Regions from separate parts of the Sus scrofa genome. Here regions 1 and 3 are each linked to region 2. Evidence: chromatin contacts called from public promoter capture Hi-C data. All regions are on one chromosome and are shown on one strand. The core of a region is the stretch at or near the end of the contact, and the rest is flanking DNA. Distances in the headings are between cores, read along the strand shown. Region 1 holds the start of CNBP (cellular nucleic acid-binding protein). Region 2 holds the start of GP9 (glycoprotein IX platelet). Region 3 holds the start of HMCES (embryonic stem cell-specific 5-hydroxymethylcytosine-binding protein).

The links. Promoter capture Hi-C pulls out the DNA fragments that hold promoters and counts their contacts.
Region 1: a contact with region 2 is called in a promoter capture Hi-C map of liver, with 5 times the contacts expected there. The contact joins the promoter of CNBP here to the promoter of GP9 in region 2. A contact is called at or near these places in 3 of 5 promoter capture datasets (fetal liver and liver), 22 of 47 Hi-C or Micro-C datasets (alveolar macrophages, blood, embryonic fibroblasts and 11 more) and 2 of 2 datasets of contacts at active chromatin or transcription factors (alveolar macrophages and skeletal muscle).
Region 3: a contact with region 2 is called in a promoter capture Hi-C map of liver, with 5 times the contacts expected there. The contact joins the promoter of HMCES here to the promoter of GP9 in region 2. A contact is called at or near these places in 1 of 5 promoter capture datasets (liver) and 1 of 2 datasets of contacts at active chromatin or transcription factors (alveolar macrophages).

What each region holds. Positions count from the first base shown.
Region 1 is chr13:71,705,774-71,708,473 of Sscrofa11.1, forward strand. It overlaps CNBP (cellular nucleic acid-binding protein), which reads right to left and starts at 1,254. Exons shown (of 5, transcript XM_021069428.1): 1 at 630-1,254. It overlaps COPG1 (coatomer subunit gamma-1), which reads left to right and starts at 1,324. Exons shown (of 25, transcript XM_021069417.1): 1 at 1,324-1,479; 2 at 2,301-2,353. The coding sequence starts at 1,443.
Region 2 is chr13:71,559,680-71,562,379 of Sscrofa11.1, forward strand. It overlaps GP9 (glycoprotein IX platelet), which reads left to right and starts at 1,429. Exons shown (of 1, transcript NM_001141989.1): 1 at 1,429-1,950. The coding sequence starts at 1,429. The coding sequence ends at 1,950.
Region 3 is chr13:71,731,005-71,733,704 of Sscrofa11.1, forward strand. HMCES (embryonic stem cell-specific 5-hydroxymethylcytosine-binding protein) reads left to right here and starts at 1,307. Exons shown (of 6, transcript XM_013980659.2): 1 at 1,307-1,683. The coding sequence starts at 1,501.

The sequences.
Region 1 (2,700 bases), core at 4-2,503, 150 kb after region 2:
CTCAACACAATTCATCTATATTTCATCTTTTTAACAATCCAAATCTCTGGGGTTCTTTTCTGGTTTTTAATCACGAGCCATGTTTATTTAACCTTAACTATGAACTCTTTTACACCTTGCTTTTCCCTTTTGATGTCTCACTTTATATAAGAAGCTTGGATACTGCCTCACAAGTCATCAGAAATATCCCTTTATAAATGATGTGGATGACAGCATCCGATGGACGTCCTACAATTCCCTTAATCATCCACTTATTGCTGGACATTTAGGGTGTTTCCGATTATCTCGCTGCAAACTGCTGCAGTGGGCAACTTAACTCTTGAGAATTTTCTACGGACAAGGGGTGGGGTTAGAGGTTAAAGATTTTGCTCATCTTTCTGGCTCTTTACAATTTTTGGTGCAAGACTCGCACTTCCCTCGCCGCGCTACCCCGTCACTCCGCTGCGTCCAGCCAGGAGCCTCAGCCTCTGCAATGCCAGACCCAGAGGTTGACCCCTCCCCATCACCTGGGGGCCCCGCCCTAACCGCCCCCACCCCAGGACCTGGACCCCCGCCCGGGCTCATCTAGGTTCCCTCCACACCGCCCCTCCGGCCAGCCGACTTCTGCCCGCCGCCGCGCAAGTCCTGACCTTGGCCCGGGAGTGTCCTCACAGATCCGCGGAGAGTGACCCGGGGCGCCGTGTTTTCCCTTCCAGTCCCTTCCAGTCCCCAGCGCTAGGCGACGCATCCAATAGGTGCTGGCAAAATACTCGAAGATTGAAAGAGCACATTGAAGTTGCTGCGCAGTAGATAAGTAGATCTCAGTTTAGTTAGATCCCTGGAAGTTAACGCGGTACCAAATGGTTCGCACCTGGAGCAGGTGTGAGCGCGGTGCGCAAAGGTGAATTGTAAGAGCCACTTCATGCGTTATTTCAAGCAACAATTTACTGAGCATGTACCGTGCGCCAACATCATCCACGGCAGGGAGTAAAAGAGCAATCAAGGACGAATAGAATATAGTGTCTTGGACGACCATTCGGGCTAGGCAGAAAAATCCGGCCGGGAATGGGGCTGAAAGTGAGGTGAGGCTGGCAGGCCTACCGGAGAAAGTGACAAGACATGTAGCATCTCGGAGGTGGGCCTCCTCTCCTGCCAGAGTGCTAGGGCCTCGCCTCTGGGAGTCCGTTTAAACTCGCGCCACCAGGCGGTGAGGCGTGGACGTCTATAAGCGGAGGAGGCCGTAAGGTCCGGAGTTTTAGCCCCGGCTTCTCCCCAGCAGGGACGGGGTTAACGCCCGACGCGGCGGCGGCACGTGCGCATGCGCAGATCGCGGAGTGCGCCTGCGCATAGCGCCGGGCGACGTGGCCAGCCGGAAGTGGCTGGAGCTGAACTGCTACCGGACTGTCGCTGCCAGCTGCAGGGTCCCTCTGTGAGTGCTGTTTCGCGCTCCCGCCGGCACCACCATGCTGAAGAAATTCGACAAGAAGGACGAGGAATCGGGTGAGGGGGGCCAGGCCCGGGGGAGGCCTGACCGCGCAGACTCCCAGCACCCTCCCCACCGGGCCCCCTTTGGGGCCTCTGTCCTGCCCCGAGGCCCAGGGAGGAACAGCGGCTTCTGTGAGGTCCGTCGCGGGTCAGCAACAGGCCTCGGAGAGCCTGAGCATGCTCCATTGCCTTGCACTCGGAAGCTCCAGCCACGATTCTCTGAGTGACCTTGGACGGGTCACTCGCTTCTCTGGGCCTCAGTTTCCCCTTCTGTCCAAGGAGGGGCCGGGTGGGGAAAACAGTGCTTCTCTGAGGGTTCGCTGGGGCTGCGTTAGTGCTGGCTGCACTGGGACGTGGTCTGAGGAGCCAGGCCCTTTTCAGTGCCCTGTCACTGCAGTAGAGCAAGTGACACACTCAGTGCCCAAGTCGGGAATGTTAGATAGGTCACAGACATAGTGGTGGAGACAGATATCAGTCAAATAATCACTTGTATAACTTACAAGCATAACACCTGCTATGAAGAAATTCTAATCACTGGGAGATGGTGGTCCCACCCGTAGTAGGGACCCGGTTAAGTACCAATTGCATAAATGAAAATATGGCACTATGAGAGGCACAGGAGGACTGTGCAGGGCTGCTGGGTGAAGTGGTTTGCAGTGGCAGGAACCCCCTTGCAGGAGAGTGGCAGGATCTATTGGCAGGTTGTGATTGCCATTCTGAGAAGTTGGTACTTCATTGGATGGACAGTGCGACATCTTTCCCTTGATTGCGACTGGGAGAATTTTGAAATTCAGAGTCGCAACCTGTACTCAGTCCTCTCTGTTCTCTGACAATAGGTGGAGGTTCCAACCCATTCCAGCACCTCGAGAAGAGTGCAGTGCTCCAGGAGGCAAGTGTTATTTGCTCCCCTGTCCCTTCCATCATAAATGTCCACACTCAGAGTGATCAAAATACTAACACATTCAAAGTTCTGGTTTAAAGAACAGTAGGGGAAAAAAACCTGTTCTTGGAAAAACAGGGAAACTTTGTTCCTGGAGAGAGTTCATTATGCTTATCTTTTTTTTGTTGTTTGTCTTCATTTCCCCTTCCAGTTATTTTATAAGTATCTGTTAGTCATTAAGTAAGCACATCACCAGCTAATATGGAAAATTTCAGGAGTTGTTAATAAATGAATTAAGAAAAAAGCAAAACAAAACTCTTTCTTATGAAAATTAGGTTACCTGGCCAGTGTGTCTA
Region 2 (2,700 bases), core at 179-2,678:
TAAGTCGAGGGTGCGGCCCTAAAAAAACAAACAAAACAAAAAAAGAAGGATCAGGAAGTGTTAAAAGGCACTGAAAATGCAACAGACCCCCCCTCCTCTTGGAAGCCTCCTCCACCTCCTGGGACAGGGTTTTCCCACACATCCTGTAGTGAGACTCATGGAGGCAATGGGGTACAGTGGGATGTACAGTGGGACCCCCGCCTCCGTAAATGGGGGCTGACCTGTGGTTCTGTGCACAAGGCCCCAGGACGCCTCAGGACCAGCTCCTGGAGATAGGCCCTCCGGGGCTGCATGCTGGATAAGCCAGGCTATTTTCATCATTTCCTTCCTCCCACTCAGGCAGGAGCCACCATCTGCTGCACCACATAGAGCAGCCACTGCACCCTCAGCCAGAATAGTTCAGGACACAGAAAGGGGTGCCCAACAGCAGGCCTGCCAGGTAAGTGGCCCTCATCTCCCAGCACCACCTCCTACATGGTAGGGCCTCCCAGGGGTGGGAGGCGGGGAGCAGATCCAGGTCCTGCAGGAAGGAAGCCAGCAGGCAAGTCCAGCCTCTGTCCCTCCTTCATTCCCCTAGAGAGGATGGGAGTGGGGGGTATTTGCTCTGTGACGAGATTGATTAGTTTATTCAACCAACTCATTGGAAGCCTGCCCCGAGCCAGGCCCTGGAGGGGGAGTTTGTCTGCAGCAGGGGAAACAGCCCCCACTGAGTCCCAGAGGAAAGGCAGTGAACCTGGCAGAGCCAGGCTCTTGAGATTGAGTGCTTGGTCTCTGGGCAGCCATGCACAAGTCACTCTCCCTCTCTGGGCCTCAGATTTCCAACTTAAGGGAGAGCCTTGCTTTCCAGGTGGAGCCTCTTCTGGGTACCCATCCCTATGTCCTTTCCACATCCTCACCCAGCGACTGTCTACACCAGGGACCATGTGAACTCTCTGCCCTGGCCAAGCTGTGTGGTCTGTGGCATGAACACCATCTGCCAGACCCTGACTTAGGCGCTGGGGGTGGGGACTGGGCACAGTCTGGGAGACCCTCTTCAGACCCTTCCCAGGCTCTGGGGGCAGAGGCTAGGGCCAGGGCTCTGATCATTTAGCAGGCATCTGCTCCCCCCAACCCTGAGCAGGGGTTGGGGTCTCTGCTAGGGGACAGCAGGGCCCTCCCCTGTCCCAAGAAGGGACTAAGCCCCACCCCCTGCCCCCAACACAGCTGAGCGTCCTGCCTTCTGAGCTTCCGGGGAGGATCAGCTGGCCTGGGTCGTCGTGCTTCACTTCCCTGTCCCCACCGCCCACCTCCCGGAGGAGAAGCCGAGGCCTGAGAGGGAGGTGAGTGGTCCTTTGTCCGGTCGGGTCCCACGGATCCTCAGGATAGGGTGCAGGCCCCAGTACTACCACCCCATCTCACTACCAGTTGTCCCCGCAGCCCACCTGCCCGATGCCGGCGTGGGCGGCTCTGTTGCTGCTCTGGACGGCCGTTCAGGCGGCCGAGGACTGCCCGGCCGCCTGTAGCTGCCGCACCCTGGGCACCATGGGGCTGGAGGTGGACTGCCAGAGCCGGGGACTCGCGGCCCTGCCCGCCCTGCCGGCCCACACGCGCCACCTCCTGCTGGCCAACAACAGCCTGCGCTCCGTGCCGCCCGGCGCCTTCGACCACATGCTCCAGCTGCAGACCCTCCAACTGGCGAACAACCCCTGGCACTGCGACTGCGGCCTCACGTACTTGCGCCTCTGGCTGCAGGACCGCGCCCCGGGGGAGCTGCCGCGCGTGCGCTGTGCGAGCCCCGGCCACGCCTCCGGCCGCGCGCTCAGCCAGCTCAGCGGCTCAGAGCTGGGAGCCTGCGGCTGGAGTCTCCGGGCGTCCTGGGCGTCCCCGGGTGGGCCGTGGTTGGACGTGGCGCTGGCCGTCGTGGCCGCGCTGGGCCTGGCTCTGCTGGCGGGCCTGCTGTGCACCGTCTAGGCCCTGGGCGGTGCTACCGCCCCCGGAGCCCAAAATAAACCGGCAGCTCAGAGATGGGTTTCCCATTAGTACCGGAGCCTGGCTCCTTCTGGAAACCAGCGTCCCTCAGTTGGGGCTTCTCTGTTGTGCACCCGCTCCAAGTTCCTAGTGCCATGATTTGTCCCACCTCCACGCCCCTCTCCAGGCACCTGCAGTTCCACAATCTCTCGACACCCCTAGCCCTTCCCCTGCGCCTGCGGGTCCTGGGAGACTGGGTCCTGGGATACCCTCTCAAAGGGACAGCATCTGCTTCCTACATGGCCTCTCGCAGCCCAGACCAACCTCCCGTCAACATCCAGCCCCTCTCCAAGCTCCAGGAAACCTTGTCTTCAGACACAGCAGTGAGCAGAGAGGACGCATGGACCCCAAGTGGAAGGCGAGGGGCTATACCTGTCTCTGTGACAGACAGGCCTTGGAAGGCACATCACTGTTTCCCAAATGGCCTTTGACTCTCTGTTCTGTCCATGAGGGCACCCCATCTTTTGTCATCTTCTGCTCTCTCTCTCTCTCCTTTTCCTCCTCTGCACTCTTCCCCAGAAACAAAACAACAAATTCCTCCCTTTCCTGTGGAAGCAGCCCCCCGTCTTCGTGCTAGGGTCAGACACCCTCAAGGTCTGAGCTCTCCCCTACCCCCAAAAAAAGTCACCCAAATCTCCAAACAAGAGAGAAGAATCTGGTGCCAGCAGTTCAGTAATACTTTTCTCCACCATA
Region 3 (2,700 bases), core at 57-2,556, 170 kb after region 2:
CCCTGCTGGGAAATAGCCCATAGAGAGCACAAGTCTCTGGGGGTGTTTTTTTGGCTGCTCCCGCAGCATGCAAAAGTTCCTAAGCCATGGAGTTCCCGTTGTGGCTCAGTGGTTAACGAACCCGACTAGTATTCATGAGGATGCAGGTTCAATCCCCGGCCTCACTCAGTGGGTTAAGGATCCTGCATTGCCGTGGCTGTGGCGTAGGCCGGTAGCTACAGCTTCAATTCAACTCCTAGCCTGGGAACCTCCCTATGCCACAGGTGCAGCCTTAAAGAGACAAAAAAAAAGTTCCCAGGCCAGGGATAGAACCCCACACCACAGCAGTGACAATGCTGGCTCCTTAACCTCTGCACAAGGCAACTCCCAGAAGTCTGTTTATGTCCCAAGGGAGCAGGCTCAGCGGCCAACCCCTGCTGAGCCTTTAAACTCAAGCCAGATGGTTTTGCCAATTTTGTGGCTGAAATACACCTGTAAAGCCTATTTTTTGTTCTTTTTAGGGCCGCACCTGTGGCATATGGAAGTTCCTAGGCTAGGGGTCGAATCACAGCTACAGCTGCCAGCCTATGCCACAGCAACGCAGGATCCGAGCCACAACTTCGCCCTACACCATAGCTCATAGCAGCACTGGATCCTTAACCCACTGAACGAGGCCAGGGGCCTAACCCACATCTTCATGGATCTTAGTCTGGTTCCTTAATTCTGAACCAGGAAGGGAACTAACCCTCCCTCCCCCTTTTTTAACTCTAGGCCTCAGCTTTGGGTGTAGGGGGAGAGATGAGGGCCCTGGAAATTGCTCTGGTGCTCAAGGGGTTTGAGAGTGACTTGTGTGATTGATGCAAGTTTTCTGATGGTTTTTCAATTTTTGCCCAAACTATGAAGCAGTTAGTAGGACTGTGAAGTAAGGGAAACGTTTTCTGACTTCACCCCTACAGAGAAGGGCCCTTCAGACCCTAGGGTCCCCTCTAGGTGTCCTGGGGACTCTTCCAGGCCACAATCCCCAGGTTCGCTCTGGAAAGGGAGTTAACTCCGAAGGGGAACGGCCCACACGGAGGACGTGGAGCCCCGAAAACCCTGGGATCGAGGAGTCCTCAAAGGCAATCAGAGGGTCCTCCTCGAGCGCTTTCCGAAGAGCCAGGTTGGGGAGCCCTGTCTCTGGTCAGGGTGGAGGAGGGGAAAAAGTGCCCGAGTGAAGCTGGCCTCGCGGGGCCGGCCTGCTGGGGGCGGGGCTTAGCGCGGAGAGAGGCGCGGGCGCCGAGCCTGAGGTGAGGCGGGTTGAATACTGCCGAGGCGGGACCCGAGGCGCGGCTAAGGCGGGACCGGCGGGCGGAAGAGGTGGGGGTGAGGCGGGACTAGCGGGAGGCGGGAGGCCCCGGGAGCTAGGGGAGGGGAGGGGCGGGCGGAGGCCCAGGCCAAGAGCTGGCGTCGAGCGGCTGGAACCGTCCCCTAGTGCAGGAACCTGCGGTGTGAGGTGCGGCGGTGTGAGCGGCGGCACAGAGCATGTGCGGGCGGACGTCCTGCCACCTGCCCTTGGAGGCCCTCACCCGGGCCTGCGCCTACCGGGACCGGCAGGGCCGCCAGCAGCTCCCGGAATGGAGGGACCCTGACCGGTACTACCCCTCGTACAACAAGAGCCCGCGGTCCAGCACGCCGGTGCTCCTGTCGCGGCGGCACCTGGAGAAGGTGAGCGCTCCCCCCGCGCCGGCTTCTGGCTCCGCGGCCCCCCTCCTGCACGCCGACTTTATGTGCGCCTGTGTCCAAAGACACTTTTTAAGACAGCGTCCTTCAGACCTCACTGGTCATCAGGATCATTTCAGTATCTGTTTTCAAAAAAAGGAAAGTAAAAAGGGATTTCCTCGCCTCTTATCGTCCAGCTAAACCAGAATCTTAATCGCGCGATTAAGACTAGCGAATCTCAAAAAAAAAAAAAACAAAACAAAAAGACTAGCGAATCTCAAAGACCTTTTTGTTTTTTGTTGTTGTTGTTGTGTTTTTGCCATTTCTTGGGCCGCTCCCGGGGCATATGGAGGTTCCCAGGCTAGGGGTCCAGCCTACGCCAGAGCCACAGCAGCGCGGGATGCGAGCTGCGTCTGCAACCTACACCACAGCTCACGGCAACGCCGGATCCTTAACCCACTGAGCAAGGCCAGGGATCGAAGCTGCAACCTCATGGTTCCTAGTCGGATTCGTTAACCACAGAGCCACAACGGGAACTCCTGTTTTGATGTTTCTTGAACCGTGAAGTTTGTATGCCTTCTGCTTGCGTTTTCAATCTTTTTATGTTTGTCTTTTACTGGGGCTACAGTCTGAGGTGTTTGGTTTGGTAATCTGAAGTTTGGTTGCATTCATTGTTTTTATAGTGTCTATCCCCATAGCGTTGGAATGGTCAATAATTTATAATCATGTTTTGGTTCTTACCTCCTGAAAAAGAGTGTGTGTTTGTATGTATACATGCATATACACATGCAGTGTAATAAAAACGTTTATTAATAGTTTCTCCTTGTCTTAAATATTTTAAATATGTTGATATGTTTTTTAAAAAACATGTTTGATTTTTTTCCATCCTGGATTTTTATTTGGCCCATAATGCTTAGATCACTCTGTAAAGTTGATTATACCCCTGTCACATATACTTCAGAACTGTGGTGATAATACGGTCATCAAAAGAGAGATTTTATGTTATAGGATCAAGTTATTTTG